Regions from separate parts of the Mus musculus genome. Here regions 1, 2 and 4 are each linked to region 3. The links are chromatin contacts, called in public HiChIP or PLAC-seq and promoter capture Hi-C maps. All regions are on one chromosome and are shown on one strand. The core of a region is the stretch at or near the end of the contact, and the rest is flanking DNA. Distances in the headings are between cores, read along the strand shown.

Region 1 (4,298 bases), core at 145-2,644, 180 kb before region 3:
GATTTGGCAGTACCTTACCTTTAGTTCCCTAAAGGTAAATGCTCCTCCTACTAAACTGTGATTCCCTCAAAGTACCTGTCTTGCTTATGTTATAGTGGGTCACACATTCATGCCAGATGCCAGGAAACCGAGGCGAGGAAGAAACCTATGTCCGTGCTCCTTCCCAGGCTAGGTTGTCTGAAGAAAGATAGCAACAGTGCACTCATATACATAAAATAAATAAATAAATCTAAAAAAGAGAAAAGAAGGAAGGAAGGAAGGAAGGAAGGAAGGAAGGAAGGAAGGAAGGAAGGAAGGAAGAAAAAGATGGAAGGAAGGGAAGAAAGAAAGAGAGAAAGGTTGCTAGGAATTGAACTCAGGACCTCAGGAAGAGCACTGACTGCTCTTAGCCGCTGAGCATCATTCCAGCCCCCTCTTTCTTTCTTTCTTTCTTTCTTTCTTTCTTTCTTTCTTTCTTTCTTTCTTTCTTAAAAAGAACTTTACACTGCAGATATGTCATGAATATTAAATGAAATTGCACGAGAAAGTCCGTGGCTACATGACCCCAAGATGCCCCGTTCAAAAACAGCAATGTGCTTCCGTCCTGCCCTTTCCTCCGAGCTCCTCGCCTTTCAAAAGGAGGTTAAACAAGATCAGATGCCCTTTTTTTCTGCAGAAGGAAATTAGAATTGTATTTCTCAGTGTCCTGTTAAGAGGTTGGTTCCTGGAGTGTGGGAATAGCGGAAGTGAGGTTCCAAAGTAAATTAGAGAGAAGAGCATCCTTCGGGCAGAATGGCCACCTGAGCCTTGGGTGCCCCACCTTCTAACCTCTGCAACTGCACCCAATCCCAAGCCCTCCCCATTCCTCAGCACCATTTTACTGCGTCTCTAGGAATGGATTCGGACTTTGCAGGCATTTGGAGGTTTAGATGGTATCATCTTCACCCACATTGTGGTGGAAGTAGCATCACTCTGATGCCCTGGGCATTGGGCGTTGTGTTTCCCAGGGAAAGAAGAGAAGTGTGCCTAGACAGCAGGGGGACAAATGGGCCGGCTGGGTATACTGTGGCATCTCAGGCGACACAAGGGAGAGTGTGGCCACCTCTTCCAACTTGACCACCCTGATCTCAGGCTCTGGGAGGCTGCTACCCCCTCCGGCTCCCACCCAAGTCCTTCCACAGGTGGGAGTGGACCGCCATGGTTTAATTCCATTCTCCAGCTCAGAGCCAACTGCGTGGTGTCCTGAGTCAGACACTCGGCCAGGGAGCGCGTGTCCTGCGGGGGCGGCAGCAGGTCCGGGTGACGCCAGGGAGCCAGGGGCGGCGAGGTCACGCGTGAAGACCACGCCAGCCCAGCCCACGTGTGCGCCAGATTTAAAAGTTGGTGGCGCGCGGAGATGGTCACTTTGGTGTCTGAGCTCAGCAAGAGGAGGCGCACAGGACACGCTGAGGGACAGCTAAAACACCCGCACAACACAGGGTACCAGGTCCCCAGTCCAGAGCCGCTTGGAGGGAAGGAGATGTCGCGAGCAGCGGGTCACCGTCCAGGGCTGTCCGCAGGACAATTGGCTGCTGCAACCGCATCTCCTCTCCTGTCACTGCTGCTGCTGCTCGCCTGCTGTGCAGACGCTTGCAAAGGTAAGATGCCGCCCTCCCCCACCCCCATCCCCCCAACCACTACCACCTCACGGGACCCCCTCAGGCTGCCACTGCACCGATTTCTCTCCTCTACCTTCCTTGCTTCTTCTCTGGGCTTCTAGAATCCACTTTCCACTGAAGCCAGGATCTGGCCCAGGACTGCAGACGTCTCCGGCTGAGGAAGGTGCAGGGCGGGCTGCAGACTCCATAACGGGAGTTTAAAAAAATTAAAAACATTTTCCCTTTCATTGCAGTTATTGGAGGGACTGATGGTTGAAACAAAGGTTCGCTGCTCCCCTTGCTGAGGCAAGATAAAGTTGTGCTGCACTGCACCTCCTGGGAGGCGGGCTGTTGAGTTACAAAGTGGAGCAGAGACCCGGGCTTACAGGTTTTCAGGATTAGAGTTCTCATCACAGAAAGTTGAAGGAAGCACTTGAGGCTAATCCGGGTTTCCAGTGATGGGCACTTAAAGCTGGCAAGGCAGGTGGGATTTGATGGCAACAGGGACCTCCCGAATGTGGCTCCCAGGAAACAAGAAAAGCAAGACCAGGGAGGGAGGTCCAGATGAGTGGCAGAGCAAATTGTATCCTTTGATTCTGTCAAGGACATTTAGTTACCAGGTAACCTGGTTGGGGGCGGGGGGGGGGGGCTGTCATTCCTGCTTTCTGAGGGTCCTTTAAATTCTAAACACTACCTTGTTACAAATGTGAATTCTCCGATTGCTGCCCAGGTCAGTAGGCTGTTCATTTTTTAGAAATGTTGAGGATTTAAAACATCACAAACCGCAGAGAACTGTGGAAGCTCATAGATGAGCCAGCCCTCAATTAGAGCTGGACAGAGACGAGTATTCTTTTCCTGGCCTGTCTTTGTTGCCTTCATTTCATCATTTTAATTTTTGTTCCTGAGACATTGAAGGAGAACAGGCTCCCTTGTCTGAAAGCCTGTTCAAAAGAGACGGTGGCAGGGACAGTATGATAGCCCATCTGATAAAGGTGCCTACTACCAAGCATGAAGACCAAAGTTTAAGGCTGGGTGTGGTGGCGCACACCTTTAATCCCAGCACGTGGAAGGCAGAGGCAGATGGATCTCTGTGAGTTCCAGGCCAGCTTGGTCTACAAAGTGAGTCCAGGACAGTCAGGGTTACACAGAGAAACCCTGTCTCAAAAGAGAGAGAGAGAGAGAGAGAGAGAGAGAGAGAGAGAGAGAGAGAGAGAGAGAGAGAGAGAGAAGAAAGAAAAAACAAAGAAAAGAAAAGAGAACTTGAGCTCAATGCCCAGGGCTCACAGTTGTCCTCTGAAATAAAGAAAAAACAAATTGCAAGGTGGCAACCACACAGTAGCATATTATTCTTGTGTAGTAGTGATTCACCATGATTTATACAAGCTAAATTATCCTTTTCTCTTTTAAATACTTCATTAGAAATATTAGAATGATAATTTCATTTACCTTCTTAAGGAAGAAAATAATTATAAGGGTTCTTTGTTTTCTTTTTAAAGAATTCAGATGCAACTCTTTGAATATCATTAAAATTCTTTATTGTGATCATAAAAAAATAAAAAGAAGTCAGGTTTATTTACTATATTGCTAAGAGATCAGCAGCCAGGCAATAGTAGATAACTCCCTGTAGCCAGATAGCCATAGTCTTTATTTGTATTTATTTATTTAAGATATATGGGTGTTTTGTCTGCATGTATGCCTGTGCATTACCTGTGTGCCTGGTGACCAAGGAGGTCAGAAGAGGGTGTGGCATCCCTTGGGACTAGAGTTCCAGCTGGTTGTGAGCCCTGAGAAGTAAACCCAGGCCCTTTGGAAGAATTCACAGTGCTCTTAGCCATGGAACCAACCCTGGTAACTACAGCTATAAAGATTGTTTTGTTAGGGGGGAAAACTATGTTTTCTATGCAGGTTGCATGCAAGTGGCTTGTGATAGCTACTGCAGCTATAGGAAATGACTGACTTGGATAACTGAGTGGTCCATAGGTTCCTAAAAAAATAGATGAGCCTTTAGTTTTATTTCCAAAAGAGCAAATCCGCTGGCTAAGTCACATCACATCATAAGTAACCTTGGTATTATTCAAACAAAAGGCTCCCTTCACTCTCAGGAAGTGCCCTGGCTGCGCATTTCTGTCTTCATTCCCTTTCAGACATGAAAAAAACAAATTTCATTAAAAAAAAATGTAGTGAGGTCAGGCAGAGGGGGGGGGGGGAATCAATAGCCAGTGTAATCTGCATTAGTCCCCAACGTGGGGGTGGGGGCATGCATGGCATACACATAAGTAAAAGTTGGCGGTGATCTAACAAGAGTGATCAGTACATAGGTGTATCTAGCTATATCTAAAAATGACACAAACAAATGTCATAAAACCAGAAGAAAACAAGTGTCGGAAAAAGTATCATCTTTAGCAAAAAACAAAACAGAGCAAAACAAAACAGGAGCAGAGTACATGAGGACAGAGATGGTAAGATGATAAAGAGAAGCCAGACTTGCAGGGTGGAAACACTTCACTCAGAGAACATGTTTGAAGAGGGAAATTTCTCATAAAGAGGAACACATTTTGGGTGTCTGCCAGTCATTCGACTATGCCTGCAGCGGTAAGAGATCACAGCCAAGACTGATTTAAAGCATGTCTTCCCTGCTTAGTGCTTTCATTCATTGACTGATTGGAAACCTTCAATTAGTAG
Region 2 (4,546 bases), core at 218-2,717, 240 kb before region 3:
CAGGATCCAGCAATAGTTCATCTTAAGTAGACACCATATATTCTCATTGTATGTCCTTTGTTATCCAGGGACAGAACTACACTGTAGTTTCAGATACTCTCTTTAGAGGACCATGATGGGTCTCTTTGCTTAAGTGAAAATTTAAAAAATGCTTTGAAAATATTGGTGCTATTGAAATGTATATATTTCATAAAATAAACTCTCAGCTATTTTATGACTATTACTTAAAAGTGTAGCTCGATCAAAGAAAAGTAGAATGGATTGCAAGGTTGTGTGTATGGGAACACAGTGAAACTCTTTTACTTTGTGACTTAGGGTTTTAATTGTTCCTTTGCATAGAGGGTTCAAGAGCACTATCAGGAAACATTCGGCTTCCTAAGTCACAGGTTTCCTGTAGAAAAAAAATACCTGTTAACCTTTATTTTTATTTTATGTGTTAGGTATGCTGGCTAGTTCTATCACAACTTGACACAAGCTATTGCCATCGGAGAAGAGGGAAACTTCAGTGGAGAAATGGCCCTTACCAGACTGACCTGTGGGCAAGCCTGTGGCATGATTTCCTAATTGGTGATTTATGTGGATGACCCAGCCCTTTGTACAGTCTGAGACCTATGACTACACTCACTACTTGGAGAAGCTGAGTCACTTCTTTCAGACTTGTTTTCCATGTAGAAATGTGGAAATTTATACAGATACTTATATTTAAATATGTACTTATAATAGTACATCCTTCATTGGAATGCTGTAGATTAAATAAAATAAGAGAAAACCTTATCATTATTCTACTTCCGGTACCTTAAAATGGTGCCCAGCAATTCATAGCTAGTAAGTATTTGCTGAATAAGTGAATGATGGAACGTATAGTACAGATAAAGAGACTAAAACTGATGTATAAAAAACATAAGTTTGCATCTATTTCTGGAACCTTCTCTTATTCTGCCATTCTCTCTGTTCTTGGAGCGCCTCCAGATCAGGCAGGCCAGTAGCATTGTGCGCATGCTCAAGCGTCAGTTCTTCAGGAAAGATTCGTTTTTAGATTGTATAACATACGATGCACGCTATAGCTAATACATCTTCTGCATCTCTGTGTATTTGTTCTACATATGGCTCATGTTCTCACCACAACTTATTTCAAGGCAGCTACCTATAGCATTATCTCTGAATGAGGACGCCATTTGACTAGACTGTGAGGCGAGACTAGACTAGAGACACTTCAAGACTATTCGCCGAGCAGCCTAAAAGTAGCTCAGTTTATTTTTATTCCACTTTTTCCCCCCTTCATTTGGATACAACAGTATTCAGAGAGCTCATTTGTGCGTATGCCTCCTTTTTACGTCATGAACTTTTTTTTTTTTTATAAAGAGAATGAAGGCTCAGAGAAAGGAAATAAGAAACACAGACTACTTTTGCCAGTAGGGAGTCTCTAATCCAAGAAGAAAGACAGACCACAAAAATGCATGACCCACTTAGTGAGTGAGTATACGCTGGATAGAGTTACCGCATCCCCACACACTGGGAGAGAGAGCAGAATATGTCTGTCTGCTGAGTCCCTAAATCAAGGTGTAGAGAGTCGAGCTGATTGGTGCCTTGAGTTGGAGCCACACCTACTAGGAAGGCCTGTTGATCTTAAGTTGCAGACTCAGGTCACAGGCTTAACAGCATCTGAGAAACAGGAATCTGCCCCTTTCAAGCACCTTTGCCAAGAATAACCATGCTATGATATAATACATCAATTCCAGGGGGGGGGGGGGAATCAGCCATTGTTGATGCGGGCAGAAGCGACTCCTGTGTGACTGGTCCAGCAGCGAGCAGTGTTGCGGAAACTCTGGCATTTCCTGTCCTTTCCATGAAGGATCAAGAAACACTTTGTGGGAATTTTTGCTATTGTGGTTTTGGAGTCTGGGTCTCATGGCCCACGTTTTTCTATGGAGAGAATGAAGCCACGGCGACAGGGCAGAAGGAGTGAGGTAGGTTAGAGGGGGACTTAGCTTCAGTGCTTAGAATCACTTCTAATTGGCTCTGTAGCTCCCGAAGCTGTATCAGAGCACGCTCGGTTCTGAGTGATGTAACCTGTTTCTAACTGCTGCAGCCTTGACACTAACATCTGACCCACATAGGTGTGCTGGGTACACCTAGTTCCAGATAACTCAACAATATGCTTAGATCACCTTGCCTCACTCAGCCTCCTGCCTCAGCCTTTCCCTTCCTTCAAGAGGACTCTGACAGCCAGGAGACCAATCAGCAGCCGGTCTGCAGATGCAGCTTTCTCTGTTACCAGATTCTCACACTCATCACCACTGTGCACCTGCCTCTGTGATCGCCGAGTCTGGTGCTGGCTGTCCAGAGACAACCCTAACAGTCTCCAGCCTGTGGGAAATAGTCAAATTAGCCAAAGCCAAAGCGACTTATCCCCTGCCCCTCCAGACCCTCCCCTGGACCTAAAGCTCTCTGGCCCTCAGCCCCCATCCGTCTACACCGTGGTGGACTCTGGTACTTTCTGGGACAGCTGTTGTCAGGAGCCATCCTTTCAGAGCAACCACCCTGTAATAGGGTCTCCTTGTTCCTCAGATTTTCTACCACTACACTGTATTTGAAAACAATTGGGAACTGGTCTCTTCTAAGCCCTCTTAGCTATGGTGGGAACTCGGAAATATGAGAATTAGGAACTATGGGAGAAAATGTCTTGGTTGCGAGGACTCTTAGCTTTGCTTTGCTGGGAAGACTTCCCCCCAACCCCCACCCCCATGTTTTTTGAAGAACAGCTTCTTGTGGGGTCAGTGTTGTCCTCAAATGATACCACGCCTGACAAGACCTTCAATTTCGGAATCCATGTCTATCTGTCATAGGTTTTCCTCTGACCTTGTTCTAGATTCCCATGAGGAGAAGAAGTCTAGACAGCTCACTACAGACTTGAATTGGCTTACTTTAGGTCTCCCTAAGCAGTTTAGGCAGACCACAGAGAAAACCTGACTTCAGAGCTCAGACAATGGGAATGGGAAGATCAGGAGAACTACCAACCCCTGTCACCTAAGGCATTTCTTGGTAATAATTCAAAAAATAAGTAAAATGTTCTTAAAGAATCGTGTAATTATTGTGAACTATTTGGCTCCCAAACAAGTTTGCTTGGTCAAGTAGCCACTTACTGGAGAGCAAAGAATAAAATGGAAATTTAGAATCGTATTACACCCAATCTCCCAGGAAGAGTTACAAATTGATGACTTCTGAAAGTGCAAAGCAAATTCAGATAAAAGCCACACCCACTGCTGGCATTAAAACTACTTTAGAGTGTGTGGAAAGCTGAGTCCTGGAAATTACTTCACAGTGAGCAATTATTTCTGAGACATTTTTGAAACTCATGGACAGCTAACAGTTCTGAAAAGAAATAGCATGTGTGTTCAGCAGTGTGGACACACATTTATCTTTCCATCCACGTTATTCTTTGTTATTTTCATCAGTTGTGAAAGCTTTCTTCGTATTAGCTTATAATACTTTGTTATCTTTATACCAAATAATTTCATTTTGAGAGGTGCTAATGTGAATGGTACTATGTTTGAAGTGACGTTTTTCACCTATTCACTCCTGGTTTCTGGCAAAGTGACTGACTTTTACACTGTTAACTTTGCATCATACCATCTTGCTATAAATGCTTATGGTTACATCATAAATGCTTATTGGTTACGTCAGGTTTTCAGTTGGTTCTTTAGATTTTTTTCTTTAGGTCAAAAATTTTATCTTTAGGTAAAAGATATCTATGGTTTGGATATTAGTTAACTGTGAGCATGTTTGAAAAGCTTGGTTCCCTGGATGGTAGTGTTGGGAAATTCTGTGGAACCTTTGAGGAGCAGAGCCCAGAGCATGTCCTTAGGTCAAGGGCAAGGGGTTATTGTCCTTAGGTCTGGGGACATTGTAGAAGACACTGTGAGGTGTCAGCCTTCCTCTCTCCCCAGTCCTGGCTCAAGATGTAACTGCTTGCCCTACCCCGTGTTCCCAACCATAGAAGCCCCACGCAAGCCTCACCAATTCTGAACCAATACAAGCGCATTGCCCTCGAACACCCAAAGTTGCAAACTAAATAAACCTTTTCTCTTAATAAAGGAAGCTGTCTCCCCATGCATCTCATTTAGTAATGCACGCTGACTCATACAAAGCTCACATTTTCCATGGACAAAGCCAGTGTTATTTCTTCCTTCACAGTAAGCATTTGCTCAGCGTTTATTTTTCTAGTCTGATTGCATTAGCTCAAACTCCCAGTACTATGTTAAGAGGGAATATCTTTATCTGATTCTTGATTTTAGAAGACCAGCTTCAAGTTTCTCATCATTAAATGTGAGTCAGCTGGGGAGCTAGAGAGGGGGCTCTGTGGTTAAGAGCACTTGAATGTTCTTCCAAGAGGTCCTGGGTTCAATTCCCAGCAACCACGTGGTGGCTCACAACCATCAATTATAGGATCTGATTCCCCCTTCTGATGTGCATGAAGAGAGAGCACTTACATACATAAAATACATGAGTAAATATATCTTTTTTAAAAGACTAGGTAAAATTTAAA
Region 3 (4,494 bases), core at 1,845-4,344:
GACTGTTTTAAAGCAACCTTCTGATGCAGAGCTATGTGGGAGTTGCTCAATGACAACTCAGCAGTTCAGAGCAGAGACAGACCATGCCTGAATGGCAGCAAGGGTTGACAGAGGGAGAATGGGCAGAGAAGCCCCGTCCACCCAATGCCTCTACGCCAAAAATCTAGAGCCCTGGGATCTGATGGTGAATGGCTCCTGCTTCACATGTGCCACCTGGTCTGCACTACCATCAGATGGCCATTTATCTCTCTAGTGAAACAGGTCTGATCTGCCCCCACACACACCATGTGTGTGTGTGTGTGTGTGTGTGTGTGTGTGTGTGTCAAACTTTACAAGAGTTCTAGAATTAACAACTAAATAATCAGTTGCAGTTCAATTTTCTAAGCTAAAATCAATAAATGAACAAAATCACAGGTAGCAGATAATAAAAGCTGAGTTTTTCTTCATCTAGTAAATCCTTTAGCAAGTAAAAGGCGGCTGGATATATACTCTTAAAAAAAGTTTTTTCCCTGCTTGAGTTCATTTTATAGTTTTTTCCATAAAAGTATTTAAAACCTGATAGGAACTGAAATGTAAAAATCTTAGAATTTTCTCATAGAAAATTCAGCCGGGCGTGGTGGTTGCACGCCTTTAATCCCAGCACTCGGGAGGCAGAGGCAGGCGGATTTCTGAGTTTGAGGCCAGCCTGGTCTACAAAGTGAGTTCCAGGACAGCCAGGGTTATACAGAGAAACCTGTCTCAAAAAAAAAGAAGAAAAATTACTTAGCAAATGCCAAAACATACACGGTCTTAGGAAAGAGATAAAAAAAAAGAGTATGCTATAACAATGTTCTCAGGGCTTCAACACACTGAAGAGCAGACAGAAACCAAGTCAGAAGCAAGAGTGTAAAAATAGATAAACATAAAAACCCTCAAAAGAGGAGTGGGCTGGGCATCACGAGAAAAGGCTTACATCAATGTGTTAGCCATCAACACTAAACCCATTACAACAAATGGCTAGCAGGGGGGTGGGTTTTCAAGCAAACTCAAGGACTGCAGACAGCACCTGGCAGGGTGAGAAGCAGGGATCTGGTTTCCAGCTCTGGGTCTGCCAAGAATCAGGTTTTCCGAACCACCACTCTTCTCAGACCTGCACTGCCCCATCCACAAGCAGGAAATGTCACCTGCTCTGCCCGCTTAACAGCTCTCACTAAATCTTACCGTCACTATAACTAAATCTCCTAACAGGTGCTGACTGACCTGACCTCTTCCTGAGTACTTCCAGTAAGGAGAATTTTTCCTTAGTTCTCCTCAAGACCATTGCTACATTCGGGACAGGTGATTCTTAGAAAGTACTTGCTGTGTAAAACCAAACTCAGAATCACAGAAATTCCCATCTCCTGATACTACATAGAAAAACAAAATACTGGAAAGGCCAAAGGGTAACATGAACTGTGAAGAAAGGAAAGCGCCCAGGACTCAGGGAGTGCTCTTCTAACCAGGGCATCCTGGGAAGGGCTCCGGAAGGTTCTGCTGGCTCTTGAAGATGGGAAGGGTCCTGAACCACAGGCCCCATGCCTGGATTCTGTTCTAAGGTCTTTGCTCAGGGGAAAATGGCAGTGAGCAGAGGTCAGGTTTCAGTTCTGGAAGCCACTGGTTTAGAACACAGCGAGGCAGTGGTGGGTCCCTAAAAGACCTGGGGTTTAGCTGGAACGGCATGGTGATGGGAAAATGAATATCTATCCTGCGGTCACCCTGATCTGTACTCAAGTCAGGACAGCCATTCTCTTGGAGGGCAGATAAAGACAGAAGTAGGAAAGGGAATGCCAAAATGGACCCTACTAAGAGACTAAAAAAACTCCAGAATGTAGGAGTCAAAATTGGAAATAGAGAGTCCAACTCAGAGGAAAGTAACATAGAAAGGAGAAATTCTACGAACATAGATTAAAAGGTTAATTTCTATCTATCTGGTAATGGTTAAAGAAACTTATGAGGCTCTAGTTTACCTATAAATGGAGTTTTGGAATCCCTCACTATAGAGCGCTCTACCTTTGGGCACAAGTCTCTGCATTCAAGGGCAACTTCCTTCATGCCAAAACACGTTTTTTTGTTTTTTTTTTTTTTTTAAGGGAGGGTGGCAACGCATAATCTCTAGACACTGTATCTGGCAAGAACCACAGGGTGTGCCGAGCTGAATTCGGGTGAGCATCTCTGGTTGGGTTGCTTCAACAATGGCTGATACTTCCAACAATGTGATGCTACTTCGAGAGAGACAAGTCTCCCAGCGGCTCTGTACTAAAAACTTTCTACTTGGGATGATGATTTCCAGTCTTTTCAGTATGGCCCATGTGATCAGCAGAAGGCAGAATCCAGAGCAAGCCTGTCGGTACCAGGGATCTAGAGGACCTCTGGGGAGCCCCGGTTGGGGCCCTCACTTTCCCTTCCCCCAAGCAGCCAGGCCAGGCCAGGCCGCGCCTAAGAAAGCCGTCTTGTCACCCTCCTCCCAGCGAGCGGAGCAGGGGCCGGCTCCCCTCCCCCAGCCTCTTCGGAAAGAGGGCGGCGCCGCCAGCGCGGGAGCCTGGTACCCGACTGCGGGCTCCGCGGCCTCAGCCCGCCCCATCCCCACCAGCCCGGGCTCTCACCTCGGCCCGGGCCGGCTCGAGGCCCTGCACCGCCGCGGGCTGCGGCTGCAGCTGCTGGGCGGGCGCCGGCGGCTCCTGGTTCCGATGGCTCAGGTCTTCCTCCGGGCCGGCGCGGACCCCGGCCGGGGCCCAGAGCAACTGAAGCAGCAAGAGCACGAGCAGCCTTCGCGTCGGCGCCCGGCCGCTCCCCCGGGCCGCGGCCGCCATCCCGCCCGCCCAGCCGGCACCGCGCTGCGGCAGGAAGAAGTGCAGGCGAAGGGAAGCGTCGAGCCCGGCGTGCCGGCAGGCGCCTCCGTCAGGCCTGGCTGCCGCTCAGGGGGCAGCCCTGCAGCACGCGGGACGCGGGGACCGGACCGGGACGGACCGGCGGCGGGAGCTCCGGAGCAGCTGGGCAGCAGAAGCCACACACTCCTCCAACTGCCTCCGCGGCCCAACTCCTCCGGCCCGCCCCCTGGCCAACACGACCTCCCATTGGCCCGACGTCAGCCCGGCGTCGTGACGTTTCCGGCAGGTTGAGGTGCGGCTCGCTCACTGGTCCTATTGGACCCGGCGCGCCGGGCCAGGTAGCTGGAGCTGCTTGATGGACTCTCCCTGCGTCCTCTCGGGTCCCACCAGAGACCCCCTTATTGGCCCTGGAGAGGTCAGGCTGCCAGGCTCCTACCAGTACTTCCTCAAGAGCCTTAGGTCTTTAAGGCCTAAGCCGCCGCCACCTCCACTTCTATTAAATGTCAAGTGAGTCCCAGCCCCGCTACCTACGTGGCAGGAACTGCCACACCTTTAAGTTACGATCCACCCACCCTCACCACGTCCCTGGACCGCCTACACAGAATGTTCTTTGGGGGTCCATATGCTGGGGTTTTTTGAAGGTTCTGAAGTAAGATTCGGAAGTAAAAGATGAGAACGTCCAAGCTTGATTTTAAAACATTGTTGAATAGCCGCAGACCAAAAGTCATCACTGCCCTGGCTCAGGATGCCTTATCCTGAAATAGGATATCCTGAAAAGGTTTGGAGTTGAGTGGTTAGGGTTTCTGTGGGATGGAGGCCTTGAGTAGGCAAAAGTAGAAGACAGGAAAGAATGGTTAGTTAGGCGTTAGACTAGGGCTGGATTTTTTTTTTTTTTTCTAAAGAAAAGCTGAGATACCGTACGCGCGCGCGCACACACACACACACACACACACACACACACCACAAATTGCTAACCATGTGCCAGGCACTAATCTAAATCCTACTCCTGTTTCACAAGCCATTCTTGCAACCTCTCCTTAGCCTACTCAGCATTGCTCCTTACAGAACCCTTCAAGCTATAGCTTATTTATGCTCCCAGTATTGTGAGATAACCAAGATGCTTCCTACACATAGTTTGGGGTGCAGTTGTTGTACCTCCAAGTTCATTCCTGGAGTGTAAATGTCCTGAGCCCTCAGAATACAACATGACAGGGATCAGAAGTCTAGACTCCTTCAGCCACCTCCTTTTTCTGCAAAGATTTGCCTTGCTCAAAAGGGCCTGCAGAGGAGATAGGAGTGTCAAGTGGAGAGAATAAAAGAAGCAGCCCAGTAGATGGAGGCAGAAGAGTTAGGTGTCACGGATCCTTGAGTTCTGCTAGGGACCAGGTTTATTATTTTTTTTCCTGGCGTTCTCTAGTCTATGATCATCTCAGAGAAAGGCCTCCTGGCTAAATTCTAGTTACCCCACATAAAGCAAAGAAAAAGCAAATGGCTCAAGGGCTACAGCTGCAGGAGACTGAGATGCTGATTGCAATGTTCCAGTGGCTCTGGAGCAAGACAGGAAATCTGTTCAACAGAAGATGTTAGGCAATGGGGCTCTAAAGCTCTGTCCCCAGAAGGGAGCTGGCATGGCAGTGTTACAGGAGCA
Region 4 (4,016 bases), core at 736-3,235, 210 kb after region 3:
AAAGTATTTCCCTATGTGTGTGGAGGGAGGGAGTATAGGAGGCTGATTTCACTGAGATCCTGTTAAATTTGGGTGCCATAGCCAATCAAAGACGCATCGTTTCCTCTAAGAATTCTAAATGGGGCGATTACCACGGGCCTGCAGGTTCTGGTTTGTATTAGAGGAGACACTGTCTTCTTAAGTAAAACATAGAAGGGGAAGTGTCCAGAATTGTAAATAAGGCTTCGAGAGAAGCCTTGTCTGGCCACCGGGATGGAGAAGACCTACCTTCGCCTATCCAGGATCCATCGTCCCTCCCTCTACCCAGATCTGACAGCCCTCCTTGGCTCTTTTGCTGAGGTTTGTTTGAGTTTGTTTTACTCTCTGCAAGAGAAGTTTCCTTAAACATTCTACCCTGTTCACAAGTAAATACACCTCTTAGCTAAGAGGCCACACACCCAGGGGAACACCGATAAAAAGAACAAGCCAGAACCTTCAGAACGCTGTCGATAGGTACACCAAGCAGCCTTCATACGGAGTTTTCATTCGTGAGGAGCTGAATATACAACAAAGCTAAATGTGAGCAGACCAGGCATGCCTCTGCTAAATGAGGATGCCCACACCAAACATGCCCAAGATCTTCAAGTATAATTTTATTATATAGATTCGCTATGTGTTGACATGTTTTTATAGTGAACCTGGATTTTACAAACCCTCCTGGTTTGCCACCTGCTTCTGGCACCATACTTGAGGCTTAGGCACGTGATAAAGGAGCATGCCTGTTTCCCCCCTTATTTTTTTTAAAGAAAAGCACCATGTTACATCATTAATCATGCATATCAGTGTAGTTTAGATCCGATGTAGAGACAATAATCTTATCTCTTTGTCTGGCTGAAAGACTGTCCTTTAAACTATCATTCTAAATGCATTTGGTTTTTGCCAGGAGTAAAACATGTCACAAGATATTTGTTGTCATTTCCCAGGCGTGGAAGGAAAGGAATGGAAAGAAAACGAGGGGTGAAGGCTGCTGTTCCTCTCTAGTCGCTACTTGAAGTCTACATAGCTGGGGGGGGGGGGGGGACTGTTCACATGGGACCGGTTTCCTCTTTGTTCCTACACTGGCGCCTCTGGCAAGAAACTCTCCCTTCTCTTCCCCCCAAGCATATCTTGGCTGAAAGGTCAGCTCTGAAAAGGGGCCTGGCCAAAGTTACTGTAGGGGACCGTGGTCATGGAACTGGGTAGACAAAAGCACTCTAGCAGCCACTGGAGAAGGACCGGGGGCTCTTCTCTGTGCATTTGCCCTGGAGCCCTGACCACCGCCAGCTCCCTGCATCTCCTTGCTATGGGTTTTCTGGACCGAGCCAGGCAGGAGTTCACAACCGAAATGTCTTCTAGGGCTAATCAGGTAACTTCGGACGATTTAAAGTTGCCAGATGGACGAGAAAACAGTAGAGGCGTTGGCAACCTGGATAAGCGCCTATCTTCTAATTAAAACATTCAGACGGGGCGGGGGATGCGGTGGCCAAAGCACCATAAAACAAAACTTCCAAGTACTGACCAACTCACTGCAAGTTTGTGCCCCGAGTACATCTAGGTTCAGGGGTTCTTGTCTTCATGCTCCCAACTGCGGGCGGATTTTTGGTCCCTTGGGACTTTCAGTGCAGCGGCGAAGAGAGTTCTGCACTTGCAGGCTCCTAATGAGGGCGCAGTGGGCCTCGTGTTTCTGGTGATGCTTCCCAGGTTGCTGGGGGCAGCAAGTGTCTCAGAGCCCATTACTGGCTACATTTTACTTCCACCAGAAACCGAGCTGCGTCCAGATTTGCTCTCAGATGCGACTTGCCGCCCGGCACAGTTCCGGGGTAGTGGGGGAGTGGGCGTGGGAAACCGGGAAACCCAAACCTGGTATCCAGTGGGGGGCGTGGCCGGACGCAGGGAGTCCCCACCCCTCCCGGTAATGACCCCGCCCCCATTCGCTAGTGTGTAGCCGGCGCTCTCTTTCTGCCCTGAGTCCTCAGGACCCCAAGAGAGTAAGCTGTGTTTCCTTAGATCGCGCGGACCGCTACCCGGCAGGACTGAAAGCCCAGACTGTGTCCCGCAGCCGGGATAACCTGGCTGACCCGATTCCGCGGACACCGCTGCAGCCGCGGCTGGAGCCAGGGCGCCGGTGCCCCGCGCTCTCCCCGGTCTTGCGCTGCGGGGGCGCATACCGCCTCTGTGACTTCTTTGCGGGCCAGGGACGGAGAAGGAGTCTGTGCCTGAGAACTGGGCTCTGTGCCCAGCGCGAGGTGCAGGATGGAGAGCAAGGCGCTGCTAGCTGTCGCTCTGTGGTTCTGCGTGGAGACCCGAGCCGCCTCTGTGGGTAAGAAGCCCACTCTTTAGTAGTAAGGCGGAGAAGTAGGGTGCGGGCGGAGAGTGGGAATAGAAGAGGACCTAACTCGTAGAGCTCTAGAGACCCTCCTCCCTTGGGTGTTCTTTCACTTACCAATGGGGAAACTGAGGTTCAAAGACTCTTCCGAAATGACTCAGCCAGGATTCTACTCTCCCCCGGGCATCGGTTGGAGCGTGTCCTGCGGAGCCGTCACAGCCCCTGGCGCTAGGTAGGCAGGAGTGGAAAGGCGGCCTGAGCCGGGGCAGGAGATGCTCCCACTGGCAGGAACAGGCGGTCAAACGCTGGGAAGCCAGCTCAAGCCAAGCGGCCCGGCTGGCATCAATCACTCCGTGCTGTTGCCCACCGCCCTAGTGTGGGGCAGGGAATCCGCCTCTGGCTCCGCTCCCCTTTAGCTCCAGCGTGTAAGCGCACGGACTATGTGAGGTGAGGTCTCTTCATAGAGCAACACTTTCCTCCCTCAACTTTCTTTGATGCAGAATGCTATTTTTGCTGGTAGGAGGAAGACGCGGCTTTCTCTTCTGTGACAGCTTCTCCAGGTGTATTAAACTAAATAACTCTCCACTTACCGACTCCAAAGCGCTGGTCCTGGGGTAAACTCTGAAAGTCTCAGAAACTCTTGAGCTTGGCACCTAGTTATAGGTCACTTTTCTTGTTTTAAAATGCCCTCTGCTTCAAGGTTAGGCCCACACTCGCTCTTGGGCTTTTGTGCAATAATTTCCCTTCCCTTCCCTTCCCTTCCCTTCCCTTCCCTTCCCTTCCCTTCCCTTCCCTTCCCTTCCCTTTCCCTCTTCCTTTTCCTCCTCCTCTTCCTCCTCTATTTCTCTGTCATTTCCTTTTTGAAGCCACAGTTTGCAGATTTCCAATCTCCACCCATTGGAGAATGGAGAATCAGGAAAAAAGAAGTCAATTCTGCAGAAACATTCCTTGCGCCCTAAGAGAATCGCATGGCTTAAAAGCATTGGCACTGACATACGGCGCCAAGATCGCCTGTCTAGAGCTATTGAGTTTTCCTCATAATGACTTGGTTCATCAGGCTAGCTCCACCACGAGTGCCCTCTTGTTCCTGAGAAGGCCGCACTCTCCCCCTTTCTGGGAAGAGAAAGACAGCCTGGAACATGTGCTTGCCCTGGGTTCCATAGAGAAGCAAGTTGCTTTAAAGCCCAGAGAATTCCTAGTGTAGCAGCTTAACAGCGTCCCGTTCTCTGAATAAGATGGAGGTTGCCCTTTTGGAGTGTGTGACTTGCTTAATTGGATTGGGCTATAATTGGTGCCATCCAAGTCTCGAGACAGAGCCGCTGTTGTTTTTCCTTCTGGTCTTTGAGCGGGAAGGATAACAGTGCACAAATTAATTAATGTTGGTTATCGGATTTGAACATAAAAGGGCTTTTATTGTATAGTAGCATATGTACCTCTTGCAGTCAGAATGAGCTGTCTAAAGAACAGAACCCAAACTTGCCGATGAAAATGAATGAGGTTTAATAAAGGCGATGGATGAGCATTAGTCACTGATGTAAATCTCCAGTTATTGATAACCTCATTGACTGGATTTGATTGCAGACATGTATTGGTATGGGGCATCCTTTAAAGATGAGCATAGCCAACGTGCCTGCACTCTAAGAGAATCTATGGCTGTATGTTATTACAGAGA

What was found. Promoter capture Hi-C pulls out the DNA fragments that hold promoters and counts their contacts. HiChIP or PLAC-seq counts read pairs in DNA pulled down with a chosen protein or histone mark.
Region 1: a contact with region 3 is called in a promoter capture Hi-C map of stem cell-derived epiblast-like cells, with 2.2 times the contacts expected there. The contact joins the promoter of Nmu here to the promoter of Tmem165 in region 3. A contact is called at or near these places in 3 of 39 promoter capture datasets (cranial neural crest, embryonic stem cells and stem cell-derived epiblast-like cells), 1 of 484 Hi-C or Micro-C datasets (embryonic stem cells) and 1 of 9 other capture datasets (embryonic stem cells).
Region 2: a contact with region 3 is called in a CTCF HiChIP or PLAC-seq map of the NIH/3T3 cell line, with 8 read pairs. The contact joins the enhancer-like site here to the promoter of Tmem165 in region 3. A contact is called at or near these places in 8 of 39 promoter capture datasets (the 3T3-L1 cell line, 3T3-L1-derived adipocytes, embryonic stem cells and 3 more), 1 of 15 datasets of contacts at CTCF or cohesin (the NIH/3T3 cell line), 6 of 484 Hi-C or Micro-C datasets (the AML12 cell line, cortical neurons, embryonic fibroblasts and 1 more) and 4 of 115 datasets of contacts at active chromatin or transcription factors (the SCID.adh cell line, embryonic stem cells and neural tube).
Region 4: an H3K4me3 HiChIP or PLAC-seq map of bone marrow-derived macrophages shows a contact between it and region 3, with 3 times the contacts expected there. The contact joins the promoter of Kdr here to the promoter of Tmem165 in region 3. A contact is called at or near these places in 1 of 39 promoter capture datasets (hippocampal neurons), 2 of 484 Hi-C or Micro-C datasets (both in embryonic stem cells), 3 of 115 datasets of contacts at active chromatin or transcription factors (bone marrow-derived macrophages and embryonic stem cells) and 2 of 9 other capture datasets (adipose tissue and liver).

The regions. Positions count from the first base shown.
Region 1 is chr5:76,360,873-76,365,170 of GRCm38.p6, reverse strand. It overlaps Nmu (neuromedin U), which reads left to right and starts at 1,394. Exons shown (of 10, transcript NM_019515.1): 1 at 1,394-1,616. The coding sequence starts at 1,499.
Region 2 is chr5:76,416,067-76,420,612 of GRCm38.p6, reverse strand. No RefSeq gene overlaps it. Among named protein-coding and RNA genes, the nearest start is that of Nmu, 55 kb to the right of the region's middle. Within about 2 kb of position 1,467, at least 26 of the 459 cell types and tissues checked have an H3K27ac peak or open chromatin away from gene starts, as enhancers often do. A contact at or near this core is called in the NIH/3T3 cell line and embryonic fibroblasts, where this site is marked.
Region 3 is chr5:76,182,480-76,186,973 of GRCm38.p6, reverse strand. It overlaps Tmem165 (transmembrane protein 165), which reads right to left and starts at 3,094. Exons shown (of 6, transcript NM_011626.2): 1 at 2,622-3,094. The coding sequence starts at 2,828.
Region 4 is chr5:75,976,424-75,980,439 of GRCm38.p6, reverse strand. It overlaps Kdr (kinase insert domain protein receptor), which reads left to right and starts at 1,985. Exons shown (of 30, transcript NM_010612.3): 1 at 1,985-2,338. The coding sequence starts at 2,272. Gm32727 (a long non-coding RNA gene) reads right to left here and starts at 3,108. Exons shown (of 3, transcript XR_868500.2): 1 at 2,462-3,108.